Regions from separate parts of the Mus musculus genome. Here region 2 is linked to region 1. A link is a contact called in public Hi-C data. All regions are on one chromosome and are shown on one strand. The core of a region is the stretch at or near the end of the contact, and the rest is flanking DNA. Distances in the headings are between cores, read along the strand shown. Region 1 has its middle 79 kb from the start of 1700019J19Rik. Region 2 has its middle 31 kb from the start of Gm34156.

What was found. Hi-C and Micro-C count contacts between places; a contact is called where the count stands out from the background.
Region 2: a contact with region 1 is called in a Hi-C map of Th2 cells, with 2.2 times the contacts expected there. The contact joins two enhancer-like sites. A contact is called at or near these places in 1 of 15 datasets of contacts at CTCF or cohesin (large pre-B cells), 4 of 484 Hi-C or Micro-C datasets (Th2 cells, embryonic stem cells, granulocyte-monocyte progenitors and 1 more), 3 of 115 datasets of contacts at active chromatin or transcription factors (cardiomyocytes, extraembryonic endoderm stem cells and trophoblast stem cells) and 1 of 9 other capture datasets (embryonic stem cells).

Annotation. Positions count from the first base shown.
Region 1 is chr9:14,008,812-14,014,029 of GRCm38.p6, forward strand. No RefSeq gene overlaps it. Among named protein-coding and RNA genes, the nearest start is that of 1700019J19Rik, 79 kb to the right of the region's middle. Within about 2 kb of position 1,715, at least 46 of the 459 cell types and tissues checked have an H3K27ac peak or open chromatin away from gene starts, as enhancers often do. A contact at or near this core is called in Th2 cells, where this site is marked.
Region 2 is chr9:14,336,311-14,341,478 of GRCm38.p6, forward strand. No RefSeq gene overlaps it. Among named protein-coding and RNA genes, the nearest start is that of Gm34156, 31 kb to the right of the region's middle. Within about 2 kb of position 1,726, at least 15 of the 459 cell types and tissues checked have an H3K27ac peak or open chromatin away from gene starts, as enhancers often do. A contact at or near this core is called in Th2 cells, where this site is marked.

The DNA.
Region 1 (5,218 bases), core at 465-2,964:
GCAACAGTTTCCTAAGCCTGTTGTGCTAGTCCACTAGTCTGCTTTCTGCCTACATCCTCAGTGTGCACACACAGCTCCATGCACAGAAACCATTCTCTATGACCTGATGAGCTTGCTCCTCTCTATCACTGAACACTCTCTTTGCCCACAATGTCCTTCTAGCCCTCTTCAGGACATAGATCCAAAACTCCTCACCCACCAATCCTTCTCAGACTAGGTCAACTTCTTTTTTGAACACCTGAAAAATATCTGCACAAAAGTTAGCCATTTATCATCTTGGAGTGGCTGTTTATTTCTATAGTCAGGTTAGTGGTTCTCAACCTATAGACCATGGCCCTTTTGGGGTCTCAAATAACCCTTTCATTGGGATTGCATGTCAGGTATACTGCATATAAGATATTTATATTATGATTTGTAACAGGAGCAAAATTACAGTTAGAATGGCAATGAAAATAACTTTTGCTTGGGATCACCACACCCTGAAGTACTGTATTAAAGGCTCCCAGCATCAGTAAGCTTGAGAAGCAAGGGAACAGGGTCTCAGTGCTATAGCTCAGACTGGTGTGGGGCTCACTATGAAGCCCAGGCTGGCCTCAACCTCATAATGATCTTCCGGCCTCTTGAGTGCTGGAATCTTAGGTTTGAGCCACCATGCCCATCTGAGTATTTGCTTTGTTTTCTATCCCTAACTAGATTTTATCCAAACTCCTACACAGATGTGGTCCTCAACAATTGTTTCTTAATACGTTCGTTTCATTCCAAACAATTATTTCCATTGGGTAATGAATGCTGAAGTTGTAAATAAATTTAAGAAGAGACCTTGCCTTCCCAGACCTACAGCCCTACAGAAAGCCTGCACAGCTTGCCTTCGCTCCTGTCTTGTTATTTTAGATTTAAAATTAGAAACATATGTTGATTTGCAAGACGGGCATTTTTCCTTGTTTTTTTTCCCCCTGCACTTCTGAATAAACCTTTAAAACCCCACTATGTCAAGAAACAGCAATGAAAATGAAAAAGCGGGAGTGGGTAGGTTGGGGAGCAGGGTAGCAGGAGGGTATAGGGGACTTTTGGGATAGCCTTTGAAATGTAAATAAAGAAAATATCTAATAAAAAAGTTGTTAACTCAAAAAAATGTCAAATTATAATACTGCCTTCTGCAATACACACACACACACAGAGAGACACAGACACTAACACTCACATAAACACAAATCTACACAAACACACCAACACACAAATATACTACACATAAACTCTCATATACACATTAACATACAAGGAGACACACACAGAGACAAATACACACAGGCACACATAAACACACATGCACATACATAGTCACACAGACAAACACACAGCACTGTTGGTATATTTACAAAGATCCATGTAGAGAAATAGAAATCTAGTTTTAGATTTGAATTTTTCCCTCAAGTCATAAAACATAAACAAACAAACAAACAAGAAACCACAGACATTAACTGAAACTCCAGTGTATAAAACCTCTTAGTCATCACCACCAGGCTCTTTCAAAAACCAATTTCCTGGTGAAAAGACTGATTCATAGCTCGTGAAATCGTGGTTCCTGCCTGCCTGCCTGATGAATGGAAGCAATTGAAAAGGTCACCACTAGGGCTCAGGTTTGACATGGGGCCTTCCGAAAGAGGAGCTGGGCTTAAACTGCTGCTGTGAGTGCATTTCCTACTCTGATGACATCACACAATGCAAAAGGATTCTTCTCAGACCCTAACCCAGAAGAGAGTGAACTTCCATGGACAGCCATGCAAATCTTATGACATCCCATAATCATCACAGCAATCAGTAAATTAATTGTGCAGTGAAATTTTGGCCTTGTCTGGGAAGTCCCCCACCAGCGCTGATGTCATGTCTGTAGCTAACATTTGACGTTCTCAACACTGTTGATGAATGACAGCTCAGTTCTCAGTGCAGACCATGGGGTAGCCTGGGAGGTATCCCAAGAGGTTGTTTCTTGGTTATCTTGCATTCTGTGGGAGGAGTTTCCTGCTCTCTGAGCTACTGGGGTCCCAGAAGCAATGCTGCCTCCTTGCCTCCTTCAGAGTGTTTTGCAGGATGGACATCTGTTGGCCCTTGGCCTCTGTTTCCTCTTCTCTCCACTTCTTTGTAAACACCACTAAATGTCACAGGACCAAGGCAGATCGGTGCGTTCAGAAGATGCCTGTGCTTTGTGTGGTCAAATCCTGAAGAACTAACATGTGGGCACAGTAAATATTGTTAGCACTGAGACAAGCTTGAAATTCGCTCAGAGAGTGAAGCACAAGTGTACATATGCACAGGTGTATGTTACATGCACACACACATCAGATCACATATCAGATAGATCAGAGGTTGTCAACCTGTGGGTCTCAGTTCCTCTGGGCATAAAATGACCCTTTCACAGCGGTCACCTAAGACCATCCTATGCATCAGATATTTACATTATAATTCATAACAGTAGCAAAATTGTAGTCATGAAGTAGCAACAAAAATAATGTTGTGGTAGGGGATCAGCATAACATGAGGCGTTCTATTGAAGGACTACAACATTAGGAAGGTTGAGAACCACTGAGCTAGTCATACACGAGGGACATGCTGGTGAGGAACAGTTTACACTGCTACCAAGAGACTAGTATTTGATGATTTGCTGTTATCAAATAATACATCTTAAATATATGTAATTGTATTGGCCAATTCTAGGTTATTAAAACTGGAGGGGATGATGGTGTTTCTAAAACTAGATAACAAAAGCCATCTTTGGGGAAAGAGGTGAGGCACCTTCTATGATTTCCCCAGGCCTTTTAGGGAACAAAGAGGTGTTCTTTGAACATATATTTTTGAATCTAAAAGAAGGGTGACGTTGTAGACATGAAGGGAATGAAGGGAACAGGCACTGTTTAAAAAGGAATGTCCTGTGTACCATGGAAGCCCAGGAAAGACACCTGAAGCACCATCCTGCCCCACCAAGAGCAGCACATTTGGGAGAGCTAATGTCCAGGGACCTGAGCTGCGGGAACACGTTCCCTATGAATTCATGACTTAAGATACAAAAAAGAAATAAAGGACCAAAATTGGGGGTGGGGCAAACAGCTGGCTTCCTTAAACTTAAAAAAATAAAATAAGATAAAATAAAATAAGCACAGCTGCTAGATGTGGTGTTTCAGGCTGAGTCTGGATTGCCATCTTCTCTAATGTTGGCTCAAAGCAGGGAGCAAGTGTTCCCCACTCACTCAGTGTTTGGGGGGAAAGATGAAGTCCATTCCTCTCTGGGCTCTGAGGCGTGGTCGTCATTAGGGTCACTATTCAGATCTCTCTACATGGCTGAACCATCCTCACTGCTGTAGCAGAGCTACTGGCAGAGACAGACAGCATCTCTTTGGGGATTCTCTTTGCTCAACAGAGTCATTTGGCAGAAAGATACAACTATTTCCAGAGTTTTTCACTTCTGATGACTCACCCAAGAGCTAATATCAAAGTTGAAGACCCTGGCTAAAAGATAGAAGAAATGACATTTTGGGACAAAATGCCTCTTGGGGCAGCCAAGTTCTCCAAAGAGACAGAACCCAGGTCAACCTCTTTGTTCCATTCTTTCTTGTCTTCTCATCCACAGGCACTGATCCCAATATCAAGCCTTATTAAAACCTTCTGTTGTGTATTCAGGCTGATACAACCAAGTACACAAGACTGGGCTGCTTATAAACAACAGAAGTCTCTTTCTCACAACGCTGATCAAGGGGCTCAGACACTTGGCATTTGTTTCTCGTAGCTGGCCATGTTCTAGCAACGTCCTCAGGAAACAGAAGAGACAAGGCAGCCCATTCACGAGAGCTCCACCTCACCACCTAATCACCTCCCAAAGGTTCCTGATCCAGATCTACTAGGGGGATTACTAGAGCTTGGAATAGAAATACTGGATAGACACAAATACTCACACACACAGCCTCTCCACCTTGCTCCACTTCTCGGGGACTTCCGTCTGTTCTTCTGTACATTCAGGGAGACATCAGAGAAGGAAGGGGTTTAGTGATGCTCATGTTCCTACCCAGGTTCTGGTCTTGGATTTGCATAAGTGTATCCCACTGGTCCATGGAAGGTTCCATCCCATTAGAGAAATCTGGCTTGAATGTCATTTTTTTTCTTCAGATTTTATGAATGAGTTCATTAATCATTGAAATTTTTATTCCCAGAGAGTGATATGCCCCAGAAATTTTTGCTGCCCCTTCAAATACCACATGTATTAATATTTGTTAAGCCTCCTACTGAATTAAGAACGTCAGGGCTTATTTTTGTAAGAGGACAGAAAACAGTTACAACTGAATGCTTTATTTCTTCATTGACTTATCATTCATTCGTCCACTCAACAAATGCAATTTGAGTGTCTGCTAATATAATAGGTACTGGGAACCAAGAGCATGTTCTCTTTAAGTTTGCATACAGACATGGGGAGGTGTCAGAAAATACATGCAAACATGAGGTGGTGTCAACTAGTGAGCAATGAATGGCTCAGTCATAAAAGAAAGTAATGTGAGAAAAAAATGATTCTTCACAATGAAGGATGTGGTACCAAAAGGGATGAGATAGGTACATACATTCAAAAATAAAACCTTGGATGAGGAAGAGCTATTTGAATAAAGTCCTACACAAGATCTGAATGGAGGCATTTCGAAGTACAAAGGCCCCAAGTGGAAATGAACTCAGCAAAAAAAAGAACAAAAGCCCAAATCCTGTGTGTGCCTGATGTATGTTAAGAACAGGAACAAGCTGGGGTGTGGTGGTGCATGCCTTTAATCCCAGCACTTGGGAGGCAAAGGCAGGCGGATTTCTGAGTTTGAGGCCAGCCTGGTCTACAGAATGAGTTCCAGGACAGCCAGGACTATACAGAGAAACCCTGTCTCGAAAAAACAACAGCAACAACAACAACAAAACCCAAACAAACAAACAAACAAACAAAACCACCACCAACAACAAAAAAGAACAGGAGCAAAAGATGAAGTCAACAAAGAGTGCAGAGTAGTTTTCATTATGACGTGTGCGTTTATGTATGTATGTCTGGATGCATGTGCACATGCGTGTAGTGCCTTTAGAGGCAAGATGAGGACATCTGATCCCCTGAAGTTTCAGTTACAGTGATGTGAGCTTTTTAATGTGGGTGCTGTGGAATAACTCCAGTACACATTCTTAACTAATGATCTACCTCTCCAGTCCA
Region 2 (5,168 bases), core at 476-2,975, 330 kb after region 1:
ACTGTGGACTTGACAGCTTATAAAGAGGTAGACTCAGCAGCTGGGACCATTAATGCCCAGTCTTTAGTCCCCATCACTGTGCTTCCAAATAGTAGCCACTGCTTGAGAGCTGAAAGTCCTGCAGTAGGTGGCTCTCCTGCTGTGTACCCTGCCTGTCCACTGGAGACCCTGTCTGCTTTCCTGAATCCTACCTGATGGCCAACAATCTCACTAACAGCAGATGCTGATGCCCACTTCCTAAGCAGTCAGCTAGCTGTTCCAGTTCCCAAGGAGTAACATGTGCCTGGCTCTCATGCACAATCCCAGGGATTAGCCAGCTTCTCTGCTAATCCAGGTAGCAGATACAGAAGGGGTCAGGATGCCTTGTTAATAACAATTCCAGAGCAACCAGGTAGAAAATGAAGTGTGTGTGTGTGTGTGTGTGTGTGTGTGTGTGTGTGTGTGTGTGTGTGGAGAGAGAGAGAGAGAGAGAGAGAGAGAGAGAGAGAGAGAGAGAGAGAGAGAATGAGAGAGAGAGAGCGCGCACTGAGGAGCCAGATAGGAGAACCTGCAGGCCTTGCTTACCAGCAGAGCTGCAGAGAGCTGGCCACTATAAACTGGCCACTATAACACTGGCCACTGCCAGGAGTCTAGTGTTCTGATCCTGAGGCCTGCAAAAGTGCTACAATGTTTGTAGGACTAAGGATCCTAGTGTCCAAGCTGACACAGGGACTATTAACCATGCTCCCCCGCTGGCTGCCACCATTTCTGTCAGACCAGCATTTAACAACCATCTTGCTCACCCTGGATCCTACCCAGGTAGAGCAGAGCTCTCATCCTGCTGATTCTTGGCACTTGGACTCTTCCTCACGCCTGGAGCCCACACAAAGTGCTACATGATGGGCCCTTAAGGGAACAAAGCCCTTGGCGAAAGCAAAAATTACCCAGCCAGTGTGGGGTATATCTTAGTCATGCCAAGCCAACACCAATGCAAAGATAACAGTGCTTGCCACGGTGATTTTTATGCTAAGACAGTCATATGCTCACAGTTACTGAGGTCCAGGCCATCTGGATACAGCCTAACCAATTTGTTAGTTGTCTGAAACGTACCTCAGACTAAATCTTGATACCGATTCAGCAAGGTCAGTTTCAGCTGCACTTTAGTTCTTGAGAAGTGTGGTCTTATGTGCACAGTCCCATCTAACTGGGCACATGGGCAGCAAGGCCTCAAGGTAGTGAGCTTGTGCCATGTGACAAAGCTGCAGAGCCCGAGCCCACCTCAAATGCCAGCTCTGCCAACTGGCTCAGTGACCTTGGGGAGACTGTGTTCATTACATTAATTCCTTAGAGCTCTTACCTTCCTTCTTCAGCTTGTGGGAGCAAGAAAAAGTCACAGGGTCTCCACCTGTCCACTGGAGACCCTGTCTGCTTTCCTGTGATGATCCAGCCCATGCGTTCAAGGCCCCCCTAAGCTATATGGCCCCAGTGCAGACCTTCAAGGCCCCCCTAAGCTATGTGGCCCCAGTGCAGACCTTCAAGGCCCCCCTAAGCTATGTGGCCCCAGTGCAGACCTTCAAGGCCCCCCTAAGCTATGTGGCCCCAGTGCAGACCTTCAAGGCCCCCCTAAGCTATGTGGCCCCAGTATAGACCTTCACTCCTCCTCCCTGCAAGTACCTGTCCTCACCCACAGCTGCAGTCTTCTGTCTGCCTCTGACCACACACCCAGCACCTCAGCTTTTCTTGAAGCTGCCATGTCTACTGAACTCCCACTTGTTTTTCAGGGTGCAAAGCAAATGTCACCTCTTCTTTGAAGCCCCTACGCCCCACCTTCTCCAAGAAGTTGCTCTTTTCTCTGCACCCCCACTCTTCCTCTACCTCCCATGTGTGAATAATAAATAACACCAGGCACTGAGGGTCCACCAGGAACTTAGAGAACAGGCTTTGAAGTGAGCCCAATCTTGGAATAGAAAACACAAGACAGAGTGACCCACTTGCTCAAGGGCACACAGCCCATCACTGGCCAAGCCAGGCCCTCTGACACCATGTGAGTGCTCTGGACCACTATGCTGAGCTGCCACTGCACTCAGGCCCATCCCGTCCACTGGGGGGCAGGGGGGACAGCCAGGGGTTGGATTTTAGCCACTTCCACAGTTCCTAGCACCTGGCACAAGACTGGATACCAGGTCCTGTCTGGCAGACACTAAAGCAGGAGGACTGAAAGAAAACTCCTAGCCCAGGAGAAGCCTTCCCCGACCACATGCCAGTCTCCTCTCTGACCATGGTTTCCAGTCTCTTCATTGCAGTCCTGTCCACTGGGCCTAGTATTGTCTCTTTGAGGTGGGCTTTTAAAAGCACTACTTCCATTCTATCTGGTTGAGAACCCCAGGTTTATCCTGTGGAGCTCTGAGCTCAATGCTACAACAAAGGCTATATTCCTGTGGAATGTAGAACGGCTATGTAAAGAGAAGAAACGGGGCAGGATTTAGACAGCACCAGACTTGCAGAAGAGCCCAGACTGGCCACAGAGTTCCCAGAGGCAGCTGTGATATCTAGAGAGAAGAAAGCCTTGAAGAGGGAGTTCTTTGAAGGCACAGCTGGCTGCACACCAGTCTTGGAGCTGGCAGCCTGCCTTGCTCAGACCAGCCAGAATGTCACTGGGAGGGTCAACAAATCAGAGGGTGTCACTTTAAAAAACCTTCAGAGCTGGGTTCTAATCAGCTTTACATGAAACATCATTTAAGCCAACACTTAAATGACCTGGGTTGAAAACGCTGACTTGGAAACTGCTGGAAACCACAGTTGGGAGGGGACAACTGCTGCCAGGAAGGGTTGGGATGGAGGCATCCCTGATCTGATGCTTTGTCACCACTCTGCAGCTGATGAGCTTGTGAGTGTTCAGACCCCTGGTAAATATACACTAAGCATGACATGGACAACAATGTTTCAAGTGGCATTTAAAAACGCACAAGATAGGGTCATGACCCTTACCTAACTCTGTCACTAAGAAGATAGAAGACAGAGGCCGTGGGGCATGGTCAAGTCCCTTAGGGCTGCTCCTCTTAGGACTGCTGGAGAGAAAGACTCAAGGACCATCAAAGCTGCCCTAGACAGACAGGGCACTCTGACCACAGAAAGGGAGGGTGCAGGGAGGGGCATGGATGGCCTGCATAGCAGGAGCACTACCGTGGGAGCAAGATGGCTGTGAGGGGTGAACATGGTCAGTGGGTAGAGAAAAGCTAGGGCAGGGCAGGGTCCATGTTGGACAGTAGTGAGAGGAAAGGAGGAAAGAGCCCAGACAAGAGTCTCTAAGCACAATCCAAGTGACTTGGCTTAGCCCAGGCTTCTGACAAGTGGGGGGGGGGGCTAGGGGGAAGGCGGGAAGGATAAGTATGTGGGGGTGGCAGTGTGTGTATGTGGGGGACTGAGATGTGGGGGTAAGTATATGGGTTGGCAGTGTGTATCAGGGGGAGAGATGTGTGTGTTGGTAAGTATGTGGGGGGTGAGTTGGGAGGTATAAGTATGTGGGGGTGACAGTGTATATACGTGGGAGGCTGAGGTGGGGGTAAATTATGTTGGGGTGGCAGTGTGTTTATGTGGGGGGCTGAGGTATGGAGGGGTAAGTATGTAGAGGTGGCTGTGTGTGTGTGTGTGTGTGTGTGTGTGTGTGTGTGTGTGTTTTCCTTATTTGAGATTCATTGTATAGCTTTAAAATCTACATGTGAATGAATGTCTGGGATGGGGAAATGGTTGTTCTGTGTCTACCATTCCTTCAAACGCACACTGTATCTTTTGTTAACTACCTACAAGGTTCTGAGCTCCTGGCTCCAGCTACAGAGGCAACAGGGACCACTGGAAGAATTCAGAATGATAGAAATGGAGTTTTAGAATGGTTGTCTGCATAGGAGGTTCCCAGGTATAAATACAGGACACCCAGGGACAGGTGAATTCCATATGAGGTAAATTCCATTTTTTATTTTAAAAATATACGTAAGTGTGGGTCATACAATACTCCCCCCCCCCAAAGTCTTAATTTAAGGGAGTATCTATTTTCCCTTTTTACCAACCCTTGCCCATGTAGGACATGGCAAACAAATGGGAATGAATCAAGGAAGAAGTCCAATGGAGTGGCGTTGAGAGGTTGGCTCCGTCGGCCGTGGAGTAGGCAGGTGGGGTGCTGTGAGCAGTTCTGAAGGCAGCTGACTAGGGTTCTGTGGCACAGGCCAAGCAGTAGCCCTAGACAGAGATGCAACTCCTGAATTAGACAAGGGACTTCTGTCCCCCCATGACTACTATTAGTCGATCAGGAGGACATCTCTCTACTCCTATCTCTGAGTGTAACAGTGAGCCCTGGCCACGCTACCTGCCATGCCCATGCTGGGAAAGCCATGTCCCTTCCTTACTGCCTGCCTGGTTATTTTGAGCAAAGGGTGATAGAATACCGATTTTGCCAGCACCGCCCTTTGGCCTACATGGCTTGGGCTTGGACAATCCCAGTTTCTCTACATACTAATGGCTCTGGGATAGACTACCCAGGCTTTTTCCCCAAACAGAAGGCAGTTTGTGATTTGCCCTTCTAATGCATTAATGTTTCTACATGTCAGTTTTAGGAGTGATGCTTACACAATGTCTAAACAGTTCCTTTTGAACCACAAATAATAGGTGTGTAAACCAACTCGAGGGCAGTGGTTCTCAGCTTGCTGAATGCTGGGGCGCTTTAATACAGTTCCACATGTTGTGGTGACCCCTGACCATGAAATTATTTCATTGCCACTTCAGAACTGTAACGTTGCTACTGTTGTGAACTGTAATGTAAATATCTGATAGGCAGGCTGTCCAATCCAACTCCCAAAGGGGTGGAGAGCCACAGACTGGGAACCACTGCACTAGAGCGTGGGTTTCCTCAAGTTCCCCACCAATCACTGTGGTCTTGAAAGTCCTTCCAGCCCCACATAAGTATCCTAACAGACTCACTTTCCACTTCCAGCCAGCCCTGCAGGCAGCTAATTGCTTTATCAAGGGTTTTAGTTGCTTTTCACAAGTCTCCCAGATTAAACCCCTTACTCTCCTTTTCAAAGTTTTTTAATCTTGGTTAGGGCCACCGCATCCTTCTCAAAGACATTCTCGATACACATGCTCATCATGGGTCAGGAGATCTTTTGTTTTTGGTTTTTGGTTTTTTTCGAGACAGG